Regions from separate parts of the Hordeum vulgare genome. Here region 2 is linked to region 1. Evidence: chromatin contacts called from public Hi-C data. All regions are on one chromosome and are shown on one strand. The core of a region is the stretch at or near the end of the contact, and the rest is flanking DNA. Distances in the headings are between cores, read along the strand shown. Region 1 has its middle 28 kb from the start of LOC123412363. Region 2 has its middle 110 kb from the start of LOC123408874.

Region 1 (5,158 bases), core at 2,113-4,612:
CGATGGAATTGAAGGCTATCCAGAAAAAAGTCTTCGTCAGGTTAAAGTACAACATATCATATGGCAAGGCTTGGAGAGCTAAGCAGAAGGCACTGGAGACCAAATTTGGTTCATATTTTGATGCATATGACTTTGTTGTTCGGCTCGTGCACACACTACAGAACCGGAATCCTGGCACGTATGTTGACATCCAAGAGTTGTACCTGCCAGAGTTCCCAACGGTTAGGGTGTTGCATCGGTTGTTCTTCTCTTTCGGTGCCTGCATTGAAGCTTTCAGATCTTGTCGACCGGTGATATGTGTTGATGGCACATTTCTCACTGGCAAGTACAAGGGTCAGACCCTCACAGCCATAGGTCAAGACGGGCAAAATCAAGTCGTCCCACTTGCATTTGCTTTTGTGGAGAGCGAGAACATCTAGAGTTGGACATGGTTCTTCAGGCAGTTGAAAATAGCTGTTGTGCAAGATAAGTAGAATGTGTGCATCCTTCATGATAGGCATGCAGGTATACTCAGCGCGATCAAGACATTGTCAAACCCTGCTCCCGGTGAACAAACTCCTTGGCAGGACATTCAGAGTCGTTGGTGCATGCGCCATCTAGGGGCAAATTTCTTCTTGCAGTTTAGAAATAAGAACCTCATGAATCTATTTAAGAAACTCTGCAAGCAGAACCAACAATGGAAATATGAGGTGATACGTAACAGACTAAATGTTTGCACACAGAGACATGTTAGGGACAGGAGAGCTGCAAGAGATGCTGCTGTCAGGGCACATGTTGAAGCAGTAGCTGCACAATTAGCAACTGGATCTGCTACCGTGGAGGAAGATCCGGGTTAGGGAGTGAACCAGATGAGCCACCATCGCAGCAAAACATGTGGTTGGACATGTTTTCGACTCCTCCACCGTGGCCCACACAGGATACACAGTATGACCAGGGTGGATCCGAGATTCCTCCTCGTAACATTAAGGCCCCCCACAGGTGGGGATGGAGTACACCCCCACACCCCAAAGCGCCAACCGAGACGTCGTGAGTGAAGCAAACTCTTTGCCCTTCAATGTATCACTTCAGACTTATGTGTATTTTATGTAAGAAACTTATGTGTATTTTATGTATGAGACTTATGTGTATTTTATCTATGAGACTTATGTGTATTTTATCTATGAGACATATTTCTATCTATTTCTATGCTCAGTTGGTTCATCGTGGATAACACATATACTACCAATAACTTGAGATTACAAACAAAGTAAGATTCTGGAGATACATAAAATAAGATACATGAATTAAGATACATAAAATAAGATACATTAAGATGCAGAGTTCATACAAAAACTACATAAAGTCGTCGTCATCCTTCGATGATGCAGAGCTCTAGCCCTTCGACGAAGCGGTACTCTTGGCACTCGTTGATGCCGCCCTCTTGTCCTTGCTACTCGGCATGAAGATATCGTCTTCGTCCTCGCTATCGTCAATCCATAAAAGGGATGTTTTACTCCACCTCCACCGCGTATGTGCTGGCCTTTCTTCTTTCATCTTTCATTCAACCGCAGAAGTTCCTTCCGAATCTCCTCATATGTCCTTGCAGGCACCCCTTCCTAGCTAATGCACGAGCAACCTCATTCAGTAGCGTGTCACTACTGATGAGTTCGTCCCATCAAACTATTCTATTGTCTATCTTGAAATTGCTAGGCAAGCGTAGAAGACACTCGGACATACCACTGTGAAAACTACGATCGAAAGGATAATGAGACATTTTGTGCACACTCCTTACCAACCTTGCTGTGGAGAGGGTTTTATAGGTGCCGAAGAGCGAGACAAAAACCTAATGGCGGGAAAGCAAGGCAGGAAATAAATGGCGGGAAAGCAAGGCGGGAACAAAATGGCGGGAAAGCAAGGCGGGAACAAAATATGCTCAGTTGGTTCTTCGTGGATAACACATATACTACCAATAACTTGAGATTACAGACAAACTAAGATACACCTTGCCGGAATTAAAATACAACTTGCTGAAATTAAGATACAACTTGCTGAAATTAAAATAAATCTACTGAGTACAGCGTGGATATTTTCCTTTTCCATCACCGGCTTCTTCTGCTGCTTTGGCCGCATGAGCCCTTTCTCTCTTTCTCTCCCTCTCAGTTTCACGGGCTTGTTCCCGCTGTCTGTAAACCTCCTCCAACCAAAGTTTCTCTTCTTGGTTCTTCCTTTTCATCTCATCAATAAAAGCCCTCTGCTCCACACAGTAATCTTCCCACTCTTTCTTCTGCTCTGCTTTCTCCTCTGCTTCAGCCTTCTCGCGGCGCTCTTCCAAGTCCAAGCTAGCCCATGCACGGCGACCTCTTTCACGAATCTCGGTCACCGCCCAGTCCGGCATTTCCGTGTCAATCCAACGATAGTACATGCAGAGAGGAGGAGGAGACTACAAAAAATATATATAAATATCAAGTAAACAATAATATCAACAACATATTTACTCTAGATAACTTGAGCATACCGGAGGCCTGAGGTACGCAGAAATAGATTCGGGCGGATCAGATTCATAATTGGCGCACATGAAAATTTTCATGCCCAACCAATCTGAAAAATCCGTCACCTCCTTCACCTTGCAGAGATCACCGCACCAACATCGAACTGCTTCCACACCCCGAGGCAAACTCGCACTCTGCATTTTCTTAGGCCTGATGCTCTGATCCGAGCAAGGCAAACTCATATTGAATGGATGATGGAGGAAGGCAGTGCTAGTGTTCTCAAGTGAGGCTGGATGATGGAGGAAGGCAATCCAATGCCTCCTTTTATAGACTTAGATGACCAGGAAGATGGCGGGAAAACGAGGAGGGAAATGAGGTGGGAAAGATTTGGCGGGAAATAAGAGGGTAAAAAGTTGGCGGGAAAAGAAACGGGCAAAATTTGGCGGGAAAGGTGGTGCGAAAAATTTGGCGGGAATGGAGATGTGGAAATATTGGCGGCAATGGAGGAGGGAACGAAATGGCTTGGCCGATTGGGGGAATATGGGCGGGAAATGGAGTCGGGAAAATAGCTAACGTTCAAAATAAAAGTACTCAATACATAGAATACACATAAGTTTTCTTACATAAAATATCATCGTGAGTGAGACGGATAGTTTGGATGCCCTCCTCCTTACACAATAAAAGTACGGCTCAAAACGTGGAAATGGAAGATTTTTTGTGTGGAGGGAGAAGGAAGGAGAAGAAAGAGAGAAAGGACATAAGATAGAATGGGAGAAGGGAGAAGGAAGAAAGAGGAAGGAGGAACAAGGAGAGGGGGAAAGGGGCGGGCTGGGCTGGCTCGTGGCCACTAGTCGGCCACGCCTAGGCCGACAGGCAGTGGCCTGGCCACTACTCGGCTACCACGTGGCCGAGAGCCACTAATCGTCCTAGGCCCGGCCGACTGCCTCCTGTCGGCCCCACCAAAGCCGACAGCCTCCAATCGGCTAGAGGGTGGCCGAGGCAGGCTTATTTTTTTAAAAAATCGATTCGATGCATTATTTTTCAAAAAGAATAAAAAATGCAATATTAAAAAAAATTAGCCAGCATTCGGATACATAAAACGGCCTCGGTCCCCACGCATGCTCATCTCAAGTTGATCAATCAATGAATAGCACAATTTTGTATTCTTGGACGGCATATGTATTTGGCCGGAATATTCTATGTCAAATCTTGTTATATTATAACACGGAGCAACTACTTAATCCATTAACTAGTTAAAAACTAATTAGCTGAAGCCTGAATGCAATGATCAGATGTACATGATGGAGCTGCCATGAAGCATGATGCCATGTGGATCAGGGCTCAAACTACTCAAGACCTATATCATGTGAATCGTCCAAAAACACAGGATCTTGCAATCAGAGCTGTCGTGGAAAAGCAAGTCACCTATCATGGTGATGGTAAAATAAACAATTGGGAGGATAATGCAAGGGCTGGACTTTTGATCAGTCCAAGGAGCCAGCAGCCTTTGGAGGCCGGGAGAGGTTTTGGACAGAGCATCCACCCTGGGCCCCTCCGTGGCCGTTTGTTTCCGTCCAACCACCATGTGATGATACGAACTCTCATCTCTCCTGCATATTGGGAGCAATGCAATAACTATCTCAACTTTATATTAGTTATATTATAAAATTATACAAAATTTAAAACATTTATTTTGAGATAAAGGGAGTACTATATTATACTTATTGCCGTATCTGTTCCGTCTTCATAGAACGAGAATTCGCTCGAATGTTACTCCATGTCGAAGGAAGACGAATGATGTGTGTCACGTTTCAGAAGACATGAAAGGCCAACTCTCCTCGTGGGCCTTAGACTATTCATAATGAGAAATAACATATAAAATAGTAAAATGCATATGTTACTAGTCTAAGTGATTATTTTCACGATGAGTAACACATGGATAGTAACATTGAGCTTTTCATTTATTAACTTATAGACTCATCTTGCATTGATATTTGACATGTTACTTATAGGGGTAGTAACATGTTAAGTTATTCAATTTTTCTATCTTTTCATTAATTAGTTGTCACATCATATTTTTTACTTAGGTGGCATCTATGATACTACTTATATTACTTCTATTATGAATAGTTTTAAACGCTCCTTGCACACATCTTGGCATGTAGCGCACACCCCAAATCAAACGCTAGAAGAAACTTGGCCGAAACTTGGCCGGCTGATAACGCAGAACCGTCCTAGTTTTTGTGTAGCTTCTGGCCGGTTCTGGGAAGCATAAGCTTCCATCTAGAGATTCCAACTGATCTTGGGAAGCTTCTAATTCAAAAACTTCAGAAACTTCTTACTCTCTCCGATCCATATGAATTGACGCTAGTTTAGTACAGAGTTGTATGGATCGGAGGGAGTACTAGTTTTTTTATTTAAAATTTTAAACTTTTTCAAACTTATGAACTTTCTTTAACCTTGAGCTTTTAAATTTTTGTCTACTTTTTCCAAATTTACAAAGTTGTTTTCAAATTCGTGAACCATTTTCAAATTTTATGACCTTTTTAAAAATTCATGATTTACTTTTCAATTTTGTAGATCTTTTTTCAAACTTATGAACCTTTCCTAAGTTCATGAATTGTTTTCAAATTTATGAACCTTTCTTAAATTCATGATTTTTTTTCCAAATTCATCATTTTATAGAATTA
Region 2 (5,266 bases), core at 2,532-5,031, 300 kb after region 1:
TCGCGACTGGAACTATACATCGGGCCTCGTGGAGTGGCTTTGCGAGGGAAGTCGTGCGAGGCAATCTAGCGCTTGGTGGCCCGAGCTAGAACTAGCCTCGCGGTGAGGGGCCTCGCGGGGCTAGCTCCTTGCAAGGCAGCTTCTTCCGGAGCGGTCGTGGCCAAGCCATCTAGTAGCGGGCCGGCCTAAATGTCGCCTCGTGGACCAGAGGCAGACGGACCGTGGTACCCTGGTTCCCACTAGGCCAACAAAGAGGAAAGACTAAACTATGACACTGAATTGCACTGTGTGTGATGATTTAAGAGAAAGGACTAAGTTATGTTTAGTACCATACCGTGAATGGAGTAGGGGTTTAGAGGACGGACACCTATAAAACGGGACCTCATTGGTGAGGCTCTATGTGTAGCCTAGCATTTCACGATAGCTTAGCTTGACGCGCCCAACTATAACAAGTTAGTGAAGTGTGATGTTTACTTAATTTGCCTTGTGTAAACCACTAAGCTCAAGCCGTGTATGAGTTATGGGCGAAAATTTGACACATGAACTCATTGTACGAAGCAATCCCTTAAGTACTGAGCTTGAAGGAATAGAGCTCTCCCATCGAGGTAAAATTTTAGAGGTGAAGTCATCTCTCAAGTACTCATTTTAGAGGCCCATTGTGGTAAATTTTCGGTGTTCCTTCTAAATGCATGAATATTTTGAAAATTCTGAACATTTTCAAATTTATGTACTTTTTTAAAATACGTGAACATTTCCAATTTGTGAGGATTTGTTCTGAAATTCGCGAACTTTTTCTAAAATTGCATACTTTCTGAAAAATCATGAATATTTTCAATTCACAAAAATGTATTTTTCTTTAAAAAAATTCATAAATATTTTTATTTTTATTTTAGAAAAATACCCACTCTACCATTATTTCCTGTTTTCGTCCCTCTCTCTCCTTTTCCTTCTCCTTTCCAGATGGGCAAGGCCCAATTGAGGGATTGGACAAGCAAACTAAAGAGCCATTGGTTAAGCCATTGGTTAGCGAGCGCTTCTTCGGGAGCTTCGCAACGAGCACTCGCACAAGTCGTCAATTGATGCGTTTTCAGTCGCCGTCACGTATCGCGCTCCGAGCTATTCTTTCGGATTTTTTTCCTGCACGTTTTTGGCTTTTTAGATTGGTTTTTCGCTTTTTTTTCTTTCGGTTTTCACCGTTTTTTGCTATCTTTTTGACTAAAAATAAATAAATATTTTTTTGCACGAAAAAACGTGTTTTCTGGTTTTATTTTCACGAGAGGCACAGTTTTACCTTTGCAAGAGATACGGCCGGCCTCTCGGAAATTGAAAAAAAACGTGTTTTCTATTTTTTTACGAAAGACATGGTTTTGCTTTCGCGAGAGGCACGGTCGTGTCTCGAAAAGAGAAAAAACACGCTTTTTCACGAGAGACGCGGTTTTTCCTTCCGCGAGAAGTACGGTTTTACCTTCGTGAGAGGGACACCGTGCCTCTTGAAAAGGAAAAAACGTGTTTTTTTACGAGAGGTACGGTTTTACCTTCGTGAAAGGCACAATCGTGCCTCTCGGAAAGGAAAAAAACGCGTTTTTGTGTTTTCTCTCTATCGCGAGAGACTCGGTTTTTTTGTTTAATTTTTTTTGAAAAAAAGTTCGTCAAAATCTGTCAACATGAGATCTTGCTTTAAAGATCTTGACGCGATAAATTCAACGATAAAGACGGATCGAGATTTGGACGCACGATTTAAGAAATAAAATCTTTTGAAAAAATAAATCCGTAAAAAAAAAATCAGGTTGAGACAAGTAACACGCATACAATGGGTTATTTGTCATAACCGAAAGAAGTAGAAGTAACCTTTAAAAGGTGTATTTCTTAACTTGTGATTTGATCATCCTTTGACGTGTTGCATTTGTTGATTATTTCGCTGTCGGGAGAGGGCCGGACTGGTTTTCTCCTGCGTGCGTTTCTGACGCGGTAGTCCCAGGGAAGCTTGCTGGTTCTGCAGCGAGCGAGCGAGCCACCGGTTTGTCCGTCATCCGGTCGGGCATCTCGAACGATAGATTTTTCATAAAAGACTCACGCCACGCTAGCGTTGAGGAGGGCCAGAACAGAAAAAAGAAATCGGATGTTGTAGGATAGCGAAGCCAACATGTGAACCCGTTGGAGAGTGTAATGTACACATACCATCAAAGTAGGGAAGCTAGAGAAAATTAAGTATGGAAGAGAGTGTATTCTCTAGCAGATCCTGTATAAAGCCAATCTAAAAAATCATTTATAGTTTGCGGAAAAAGGATTTTACGGGCCAGCGCGGGTGCGGACATAGTCAGATCCTGTAAATCAGACCCGTAAAAAAGGATATTCGTAAAAAAAATTTATTTTACGGATCGGCAATGCAGGGTCTTCTCGGACGCCACCGCGTCGACCCGCAAACCAAAGACCCCATAAATTAGAATTACTAATGTGCAATATAAGTAAAATGTTAATATTACAATACAATAATCATTCAAAGTACAATAATTATTCAAATCACCGTAGCATCAACATCTCGTTCCCGAGATGGCGATTTCGAGGAAAATGCAAAGTGGCCGACGTTCCATCCTCGCCGCCTCTTTCGGTTCTCTTCTTCGTGCTCCTTCACAGCAAGGGCCATCACCAAACTCTGCTGGCGAAATGTGAAAAGCACTGTCTCAACATTTGAGTCATCCGAATCGGATGAATCCTCGAGCAAAAACTTCTCGCATAGTCTCAACTCCATCTCCAACGGTAGCTCTCCGACCGCGGTGGATTGGCGGATCCGGGGGAGTCGGTGCAGTGGCTCGGCGGAAGACGGCAGGGGCGCCCTCGCGACGCAATTCAGTCCGCAGATTTGGCGGAATCGTCGGCGGCGGACGGGCGGAACCAATGGCAGGGCGGCGGCGAAGGGGGTGGGGAAAGGGCGCGAGCTGAAATGTCCCTCCCACCAAATGTTTTCCTGGGATAAAAGGCACCGTATAGGCGAGGCGGAAACATGTGTTTTCTCGGGGGTCTGGGAGGGGATTTTGCTGCGCCATCAAAAAAGTTTACGGGTCGGACGCTTTTGCGGGGTCTGATCGGACAACATTTTCGCGCAGACCCGTATTTTGACGGTTATTTTGCTGGTCGGAGTATTATACGAGGTCTGCTAGAGATGCTCTGATAGTATGAAAAATGCCGATACCCGAATACAAACAACTAGCAATGGAAACATTTGACCGAACGCCATAAACCGAATTAATAGAAATATATGTCAACTCGATTTAGCTTGGTTCTATGATTTTGGGTGTAAAACTTTTCACCTTGAATTATAAAAACCCCTCCAGTCCACGTTTGTTGTCTTTCATATGTATCTAAACATATTTGAAAGGTAGATACATTTGTTTGAATGATAATTAATATAAATTAGAGGTGGCACAACAAAGCGCGAATTGCACTTTAGTAGGGAGCTATAATTTCGGACAAGTGATAGAGATGTTTTAAAGTAGACATTTCGAACTTCCAATCCAAGCAAACGACGTAAGGATAAGCCCTAGTTGTTGTAGTACTTGTAGAAGAATATATTTTTTTGGAGGGTAGTAATAGTATGGAAGAATTGGTTTCATTATTTGTTAACTGGAGCCCTCAAATGTTTTTCTATTTATATTCGTGTTTTAATATTAAGCTGATTCATATAAATATTTGATATGTCAAAATCGTAGTTGTAATTAGAGTGGTTAAGAAGGTCTATCTGTCTACATCTTTTGTGTCTCGCCAACATTTCAAGGGTCACATGATTAACAACGCATGGATACAAAGATGCTAGCATTTTCTGTCGAAAAGCTTCCTGAAATGCGGGTCACTCTCACAAATCAGGTGGACCCAAATGGTGTGGCACAACTTTAAATGAAAGTGACATTGCTTTTTTGTGAAAGTGCCGACAAATGAAACATCTTGATTATTCAAGAACATCAACAAACCGAACGCCTTAAATCGGTCTCAAACGTGTGAACGGGTCGACAGACGGATCCCTCACCGCTCAAAAAAACCGACCCATCCGGGTATCTCAAACCGGCCTTAAAAAGCAGGGTGGATATGCGGCATGCCCGGGCTCGTCCCCCACGTTAGCAGGACCCACCTTCGACCTCACATTGTCCCCACGGAAACCCTTAATCCGAAAACCCTTGCTCACTTCACTCCGCTCTCGCTCTGTCTCTTCTTCTCCCCTCCTGTGATTTTTCCGATTTTGATCCAATCCGACGACTCTGACGAGCATGTTGAGCTCCAGCTACCGCTCCGACTCCGAGCTTGTTGTTGACGAGGAGTTGGCCCTCCGCATTGCACTAGAGCGGTCAAAGGTGGCCACAGGGAGCAATTCCGGATGTGCCTTATTGCCGCTCCCCGGCTTGTGCTTTGCGGACAACAGAGCTGGCCCCTTGCGGCCCGTGCGCAGATCCGTGTCGCCCCTCCGTCATCCACCTTCTCCGTCGGCCGTTGCTCCAAAGGGTAGCAATGGGTGTTAATGCATGCTTTGCGGGCCTAGCGAACAAGGGAGAGGGACGCGGATGGGTAATTCATTCGTCGCCAATGTGGGTTGCTCATAGTATCCGACGAGGAGGAGCGATTCCTCGCTTGGTTCTACCGTTGCTTTCTTACACGGCGAAGGCAAACGCTTACCGGCTCCAGAGGAAGAAGGGCAATGCGCTTTGGCTAGCCATAGTCGGAGCGTGAGGCGGCGAAGACAATGGTGGAGGCAGTGACAAAGGCGGCGAGGGTGGCCCAGCTCAAGCGGCAGCAGTACGGGCCATCCGACAGATAAGGGCCTCTTGGCATCTCTGATTCCTCCTCGGGCGACGACAACGATCACGGCTCCATGTCCGACGACTCCAATGGTCCGCCAGCTGCGACGGACGCCTACAGTTATGCTGACGACCGGAAGGGCAAAGGGCTGACAAGGAAGATGTTCCTCCTCCGTTTAATATTATCATTTTTTAGTAATTTTAGTTCAGAACTTGGCAGGTGATTAATTGTGGTGATCTTTGGATGCTGTAGAGTGCATTATGTGTATTTGTATTTCGTTGTTCGTGTTGCCGATTTCTATGCCCGCTGTTTGATTTGTGTAGACTACTTCACGTTGCATGAGTAGTATAAATATACGGTGTCGGACGTGACGTATGCGGTTGTGTGGTCGAGAATTTGAGATTTAACAGGTCACTATCCGTGAACGAGTAGTGAGCCAGATTTGATAACTGTGGTGGTAGATGTTTCAAGTGCTCACATA

The links. A called contact is a pair of places that touch in the nucleus more often than the background predicts.
Region 2: a Hi-C map of leaf shows a contact between it and region 1, with 3 times the contacts expected there. The contact joins two enhancer-like sites. A contact is called at or near these places in 3 of 6 Hi-C or Micro-C datasets (leaf and seedling).

What each region holds. Positions count from the first base shown.
Region 1 is chr7H:526,338,944-526,344,101 of MorexV3_pseudomolecules_assembly, forward strand. No RefSeq gene overlaps it. Among protein-coding and RNA genes, the nearest start is that of LOC123412363, 28 kb to the left of the region's middle. Within about 2 kb of position 3,363, at least 3 of the 3 cell types and tissues checked have open chromatin away from gene starts, as enhancers often do. A contact at or near this core is called in leaf, where this site is marked.
Region 2 is chr7H:526,635,485-526,640,750 of MorexV3_pseudomolecules_assembly, forward strand. No RefSeq gene overlaps it. Among protein-coding and RNA genes, the nearest start is that of LOC123408874, 110 kb to the right of the region's middle. Within about 2 kb of position 3,782, at least 1 of the 3 cell types and tissues checked has open chromatin away from gene starts, as enhancers often do. A contact at or near this core is called in leaf, where this site is marked.